Regions from separate parts of the Zea mays genome. Here region 2 is linked to region 1. The links are chromatin contacts, called in public Hi-C maps. All regions are on one chromosome and are shown on one strand. The core of a region is the stretch at or near the end of the contact, and the rest is flanking DNA. Distances in the headings are between cores, read along the strand shown.

Region 1 (3,305 bases), core at 46-2,545:
CCGCAGGTCAGTGTAATTCGTTGTTCTAGCGAAGGGAAGGTGTTTTTTCGGACCTTCGGCTAAAGGCCTTCATTCACGTCGCAGTCTAAATTTGTTACAAAGAAACAAATCAATACTGCGAGGGGCTACTGTTGGGGCCTTCTTTCTTCGAAGGTCCTCAAAAACGTAATTGACCATATGTTTTCAATATAATATGGATTGTTACATGGGGCTTCGGCTTTGGGATGAAGGTTTATTTTTATATAGCAAGGTGAAGATGAAGCTCGGAGATAATAAGAAAGAATGAACGACGAAGCTGTAACCAAGGAGCTTCAGCTTTGATGTAATGATGAAGGTCGATCATGATGATGACCGAAAAGAGACAAAGACTATTTAGTCCTTGATGTTTTGTATTATATAAATAGATGAGAGTCAGGGACATGAATGTAATTTTATCTAGGTCGCGTCCTGTACCTATAAATAGATGAACAGTAGCACCGTAATGTTCACACTGGATTGTAATCACTCTCCCGCATACACGCCTTCGAGCAAGACGAATGTCTCAATGTAATGTAAATACTGTTGAATATTCATTTATGTTTTATGGAATACAAATATAAATGAATTAATAAGATCCAGTCTTCATCTTTATCCTTTCATATTTCTATTCACGTATTAAATAATGAAGGCATGTCTCTCGTGATCTTCGTCTGATTGTGTTGTTATTCTATCAAGTTATTTCAAGGGATGGTTGTCGTGAAATCTCAACCGCATCCGAGGTGAGCTATTTTTGTTGTTGTTGTATGCCATTAATATGTATCTACAAGTTTGTACTTCAATAATCAATTGTTCGAGGCCTTTCTCTTTCGAAGGTACTCAAAAACACGACTAATCATTTGTTACTAGCATAATATTGAATATTACAGGAGCTTCGTCATAAGAAAAGTTTCGTGATGAGGATATCCTTCCCCACCGAAGGTCCTCGAGACGAAGATATTGTCTAAAAGCGACAACGACAAATATCGAAACTGCAGCTGAAGGACGACGACTTCGTTTTAAGGCGGCAACAAAGGTCAAACATGACGCTGAGCCGAATAGAAAAAAAAAACTATTTATAACCAGAGAAGTATCGAGGTGTAAATCGGCCATCATCATCGACAAAACAACGACGATCTTACCTTTCTTCAGTTCCCACTCGAAAGGCCCAATCGGAACTGGCCTGCTGGCTGCTGCTGCGGCCCATGGCCCAGGTGATCGTCCCCACTGACAGTCGCGGCCCCACCGCCGAAAACTTGGGTTCCCACTTCCCGCCCATGTCCATCTCACCGTCTCCTTGAAACGCACCCGAGCCAGGTCGAGCCGTCGAGTCGAGTCGTCGACGACAGCACGCGGCGGGCGGAAGGGGACGCAGACACGCAGTTGCAGGCTCGCAGCAGCAAGTATATAATACGAACCCCCTCGTCAGGCCCAGTAAATTTTTTGATGCACTATTAGTAGTAGTGCCGCTGCCCGCTGGTGCTGGGAGCTCATCATCATTCGTCGGTAGCAGGAAGGAGGCGGCGTGGAAGGGGAGGCAGATGCGGGAGGCCCACCGCAGGGTCGTCGCACCAGATGGACACGCCGGATAGGCCCCGCGCCGCCGCCGCCGCCGGGTTCGAGGTCCGCCATCTCGGTTGCGTCCGGGGGCCCGCCCCCGTCGATGCTTGTTCCTCACCGATTTCCGCTGTTCTGATGTGGGTTTTTTAGGATGGGGGCGGGGGAGCGGTCTGTTCGTGGCTAGGCGGCCCGGCCGTTCTGTTGGATTGGTCGGTCTCGGTCGGTCGGCAGGCGCCTCCCCCGCCGATGCGGTTTGCTGCGCCGCATTTGCCTTGACCCTTTGTTGATTTGTTTCTTTTTGTGGGGGGAGGGGGACTAGAAGGGTTCATTTCCGTTGGTGTTGGCGATTAGGTTTCTGATCGATAGATGCATCGCCGCTTTCTCCGGTGTTGGACTTTGACTTGGATTTGAGGTCTTCATCAGTGTTTTTCTCTGCGGGGAGAGAGGTGGGGATTTGGGGGCTAGCCTTACTCGACCCTGCGACGAACCATTCAACCATTGCTACTGGATGGACCAATTGGCTTGCTGATTTAGCGAGTTGTGGTGTCCGTTTGGATTGTCACCCCGTCCCCACGAGATTAGACAAGTTCTGGTGTATGCATTGTTCGGAAATGGAGGGTTTGGACTTTGGACCTTCTGCCCTCCAATGCTAGTGCTTAGATCGGCAAATCACAGCATTGTCTGATAGGTTTGGTGGTCTTCTGTCCATGGGAAATGCGAGTTCTTCAGAGCCTGAGGTCGTCTGTTCATCTAGCTCTTGGGAAACTGGCGTGTCTGATCATGCACATTGCTTTGTCATGGAAAAATCTTTCTCGGCAATTAGGGCGTCCTAGTATGAGGAGGCCCCTCGTTTCATTTTCTTATGCAAGTATTGTATGTCTCAGCAATGCTACATTTGATTACCTCATCATTCTATGCCTTTCAATGTGCCTTGGGGTTTCTTCCGACTGCTTTCCAATCAGCAGAGGCACCTAACTTTCTTACTTGCCATCACAATTCAAGTATTCATAAAGCATTTGTAGTAGATAAACTTGTACTATCCTATTCAATGCACGCAACTTCTTGCGGTGCTTTGGATATGCTGGTCTTATTTTGCCTGCATGTGTGTTTGTTCTCTTAAATGGGTTGGGGTAAAAGTTGGTGTAATACGGGCTTTTGCAGACTTCCTTCTCACGGAAGATTGTGGTAATCTCTATTTGCTAAAAAAAGCTCATGGTTTCGATTTAGCCAATCCTCAATTGATTGACATCAGGGCACATAAGCTTGCTTTTATACTTAGTGATGAAATGAAGACCTGTGCCTTTACTTTTCTAATTCGATTTTACTGCTTGCAGGATTCTCCTGTCTTCAATTTCATCAACAATCTCTCGCCTATACCACCACCTAAACCTTTAGACTCAGCACATAATGTGCAGCTATTCAAGTCATCAGACTTGGCACCTGTTTCTTCGATCTTTGCCTCACCACATGTTAATCCAGTGAAGGAAACTAAAGTTTTGATCAGGTTATTTTCACCTTTTTCCTATGCTTTCTAGCTAGTGCTGCCTTTTATGTATCTGTCTTGGCTTCACCTCACAATTTGTATTTCATGCTGGTAGGGATGAATCTGTTCACCTTCCTCAAGAATTGCACTCGCCTAGCAGTGTCAGGACTCGAATAGACACCTCAGGCTCTTTTAGAATGATCAGATGCAAAGACATTGTGTCGGACAATTGCAATATCACTTGTCA
Region 2 (3,153 bases), core at 575-3,074, 210 kb before region 1:
ATAAACAGACAACTAAATCGATTATTCTATCGAAGTAAAATTCAGGGCACAAACAGCTAGCAAATCCTTAGAGCTTCCTCAATATGTTTTCAAGCAAGCTCCAGGTTTTTGTTGGATAACAGATCCTTACAGCTGGAGCTTCCTCGATGATCTTCTGATGCCTTCTCTGTAGACTGCAGTCTCTCTCATAAAGGTATATCGCATTTCCATGTTGGTCGCCAAATACCTTCAAACATTAATGCAGTACAAGGGAAGACAACAAAGAGTTACTGCAGGTTTCCAATTGTATGAAGGACTGTGGCAGGTCCAATATCAATTGAATCTTACCTGGACTTCTACGTGTCTTGGTTGAGTAATATACTTCTCAATCAATAGTGTGTTTACACCAAACGATGCTGCAGCTTCCCGTTGAGCGCTCAGTACAGAATCCACAAATTCATCAGGCCTTTCGACTATTCTCATCCCCTTAAGAAAGGATATAGGATGAAAAGGTTACACACACACACAAGACACACATAAGATAGGTCATGCAGCTACAGAGCAGGCTTCTCTGGAACACTTGAAAGCTATATGCCTAGCAAATCATAATAAGAACTTCTCCATGCATGAGACAATCTGAGAAACAGTTTAGCACACCTTGCCCCCTCCACCATGGGTGGGTTTGATTAAAACAGGATAACCGATTTTATCCGCTTCGAGTTTCAACAGCTCAACGTCCTGGTCAGCCCCATGGTACCCTGGAACCAGCGGCACGCCAGCAGCACCCATGATCCTCTTGGATGCACTGTATTTTACAAATTATGTTCAGTGTGCACTGCTCTGAACAAGAGCCAAAACAGAACAATCTGTAAGCACACCAGACAAGAAGATGTTTTACCTCTTATCGCCCATGTCTCGGATTGCAGATGCTGGTGGTCCAATGAATTTGAGCCCCTCGGCTTCACAGAGCTGCGCGAAATCAGCACTCTCTGAAAGGAAACCGTATCCCGGGTGGATAGCCTGCACAAAGCAAATTCATGGCATACTAAACTTTCGTACTGTTCTCCACTTCCACACTTCCCTACGACTCGCCTACGTGCTACAGCGTGTGCGTGTGGCGGGGGATACTCGTTTTAATGTAAAGTAGAGCTATCTCTACAGAGCAAGTGAGCAACGACAACGACCAACGATCGGTGTGTGTGGCACTGACACGGCAGGGCACGCGGCTCCAGACGCAAAGTAGGGGAAAATAATGAGCGAGACAGCGACGGGCGGCAGGGCAGGGGAGGGGTTGGTAGACGGACCTGGGCGCCGGTGCGGAGGGCGGCCTCGATGATGGCCCTGGCGTTGAGGTAGCTCTCCCGCGCGGGCGGCGGGCCGATCCTGACGGCCTCGTCGGCGGCGCGCACGTGCAGCGCCCCGCGGTCGGCGTCGCTGTACACGGCCACGGTGGCGACCCCGAGGCGGCGCGCGGTGCGCATGACCCGGCACGCGATCTCGCCCCGGTTCGCCACCAGCACCTTCTCGATGCCCCCGCCGCCCGCCGCCGACGACGAGGCCGCAGCTGCGGTTGGTGGGGAGGAGGAGAGGAGCCGCGCGGCGTGGAGGGGTAGCGCGGGCACGGGGCAGCCCGGGATCCCGCGCCCGCGGCGGCGCAGGTGGAGGTGGAGGAGGAGGCGGGAGGCCATCCTGCGGTGGCGATGGTTCGGCTGGACGCTGGTGGAGGCTTGGAGAGCAGTGGTGACTGGTGTTGAGCAAGACGGAGTGGCGCGACGACGGGTCGGTGGAATTGTGGAAATAGTACGCGAGATGCGAGATGGGGGGCGTCGTCAGTGTGGGCCTGGGTTGGTCCCGCTGGATAAGGGCGGTGACTGGTCAGACGAGTCCGCGACGTCTCTCCTTGTTCCCGTCGGCCGTCCGTAGCTCTCCAGCCTTCCTGCGCGAGCGTGCCGAGAAGGAAGGGCGGATGAGCATCTCAGGTAGAGATGGCAATGGGGACCCGATCCCCGATTCCCCGCGGGAATTCCCCTATTAGGGGACGGGTATGGGACAAATTTAGTCCCCGCGGGGATCTAAATGGGGGAAATTTAATCCCCGTCGGGTTCGCGGGGACGGGGACGGGGAACCATCCCCCGTCCCCGTTCCCCGTGTACCCGCCCCACGAAACTATTTTATCCAAGTTAGTCAATTTACTTGTTAAAATTATAGTAAGAACTCAGTGCATGACATGTTATAAAATAGAAAACTAAACTCTAAAGTAGATATCTCTTGTAATTTTCAATCTTGTTTGTTAAATTTGTATTAATTTGATACAATCAATTTAAATTTATCTTTAAATATTGTACTTCTAGCAGAGACAGATTCCCCGCGGGGTTCCCCACGGGGATAAATTCCCCGACGGGGACGGGGATGGGAGAAAAAGCTCCCCCGTGAGCGTTCGCGGGGACGGGGACGGGGAATTTTTATCCCCGCGGGGACGGGGGTGGGAAGCCATTCCCCGACGGGGAAATCCCCGTTGCCATCCCTAATCTCAGGCCTGCGTACCTCAGAGCTCAGATGGTATCTTTTCCAATTTAAAATCTATTTTAGTATTTTATTGGATTCATACACTAATTGTATATGTTTTTATATATGTCTAAATAGTGATGATCTAAAATTGGAATAAAGGAGGAGCTGATTACATAGTGATCATTAGCCGAGGCAATACAACTCAAATTTCTCTATTCTTCTCCATTTTCCCTCTTTCTCTACCCCCATCTTTCTCCAATAGACTGAGGAGCTAATTTTTCTTTTTTTCTCCTTAGTCCTTCCTTCTCTATCCCTCACCGAATTTTATATCCCAATCCCCCTTTAGATTCATCTCTGTATCTAGATTTATCATTATTTATTTGAACATAAACATAAAGTCTAAGTGCTAAAATGAATTGTGGGACCGTGAGAGTATTTAAATCGATGAATAGAAGGATTTGCCATTAACTTCGCACAAATCAATATTTTGTTAACTAAATTTCTTTTACGGAGACAGCTATTTCCTTTAACCCATTCATGTCTCTCCACCACAATCTTTCACCCTAACATATTTACTACTTTTACTTTCGGTGCTTACCGAGGGGTCGATAATAAAGTGACACTAGTTATATGCATATTGCTATGGTCTATATATCACATGGTAGA

The links. Hi-C and Micro-C count contacts between places; a contact is called where the count stands out from the background.
Region 2: a Hi-C map of ear shows a contact between it and region 1, with 4 times the contacts expected there. The contact joins the promoter of LOC100280665 here to the promoter of LOC100384542 in region 1. A contact is called at or near these places in 8 of 25 Hi-C or Micro-C datasets (bundle sheath, ear, endosperm and 3 more).

The regions. Positions count from the first base shown.
Region 1 is chr1:175,339,752-175,343,056 of Zm-B73-REFERENCE-NAM-5.0, reverse strand. It overlaps LOC100384542, which reads left to right and starts at 1,295. Exons shown (of 12, transcript NM_001362413.1): 1 at 1,295-1,418; 2 at 1,529-1,638; 3 at 2,910-3,079; 4 at 3,174-3,305. The coding sequence starts at 1,591.
Region 2 is chr1:175,546,529-175,549,681 of Zm-B73-REFERENCE-NAM-5.0, reverse strand. LOC100280665 (methylcrotonoyl-CoA carboxylase subunit alpha) reads right to left here and starts at 1,824. Exons shown (of 16, transcript NM_001371674.1): 1 at 1,284-1,824; 2 at 878-999; 3 at 637-784; 4 at 328-465; 5 at 131-226. The coding sequence starts at 1,667.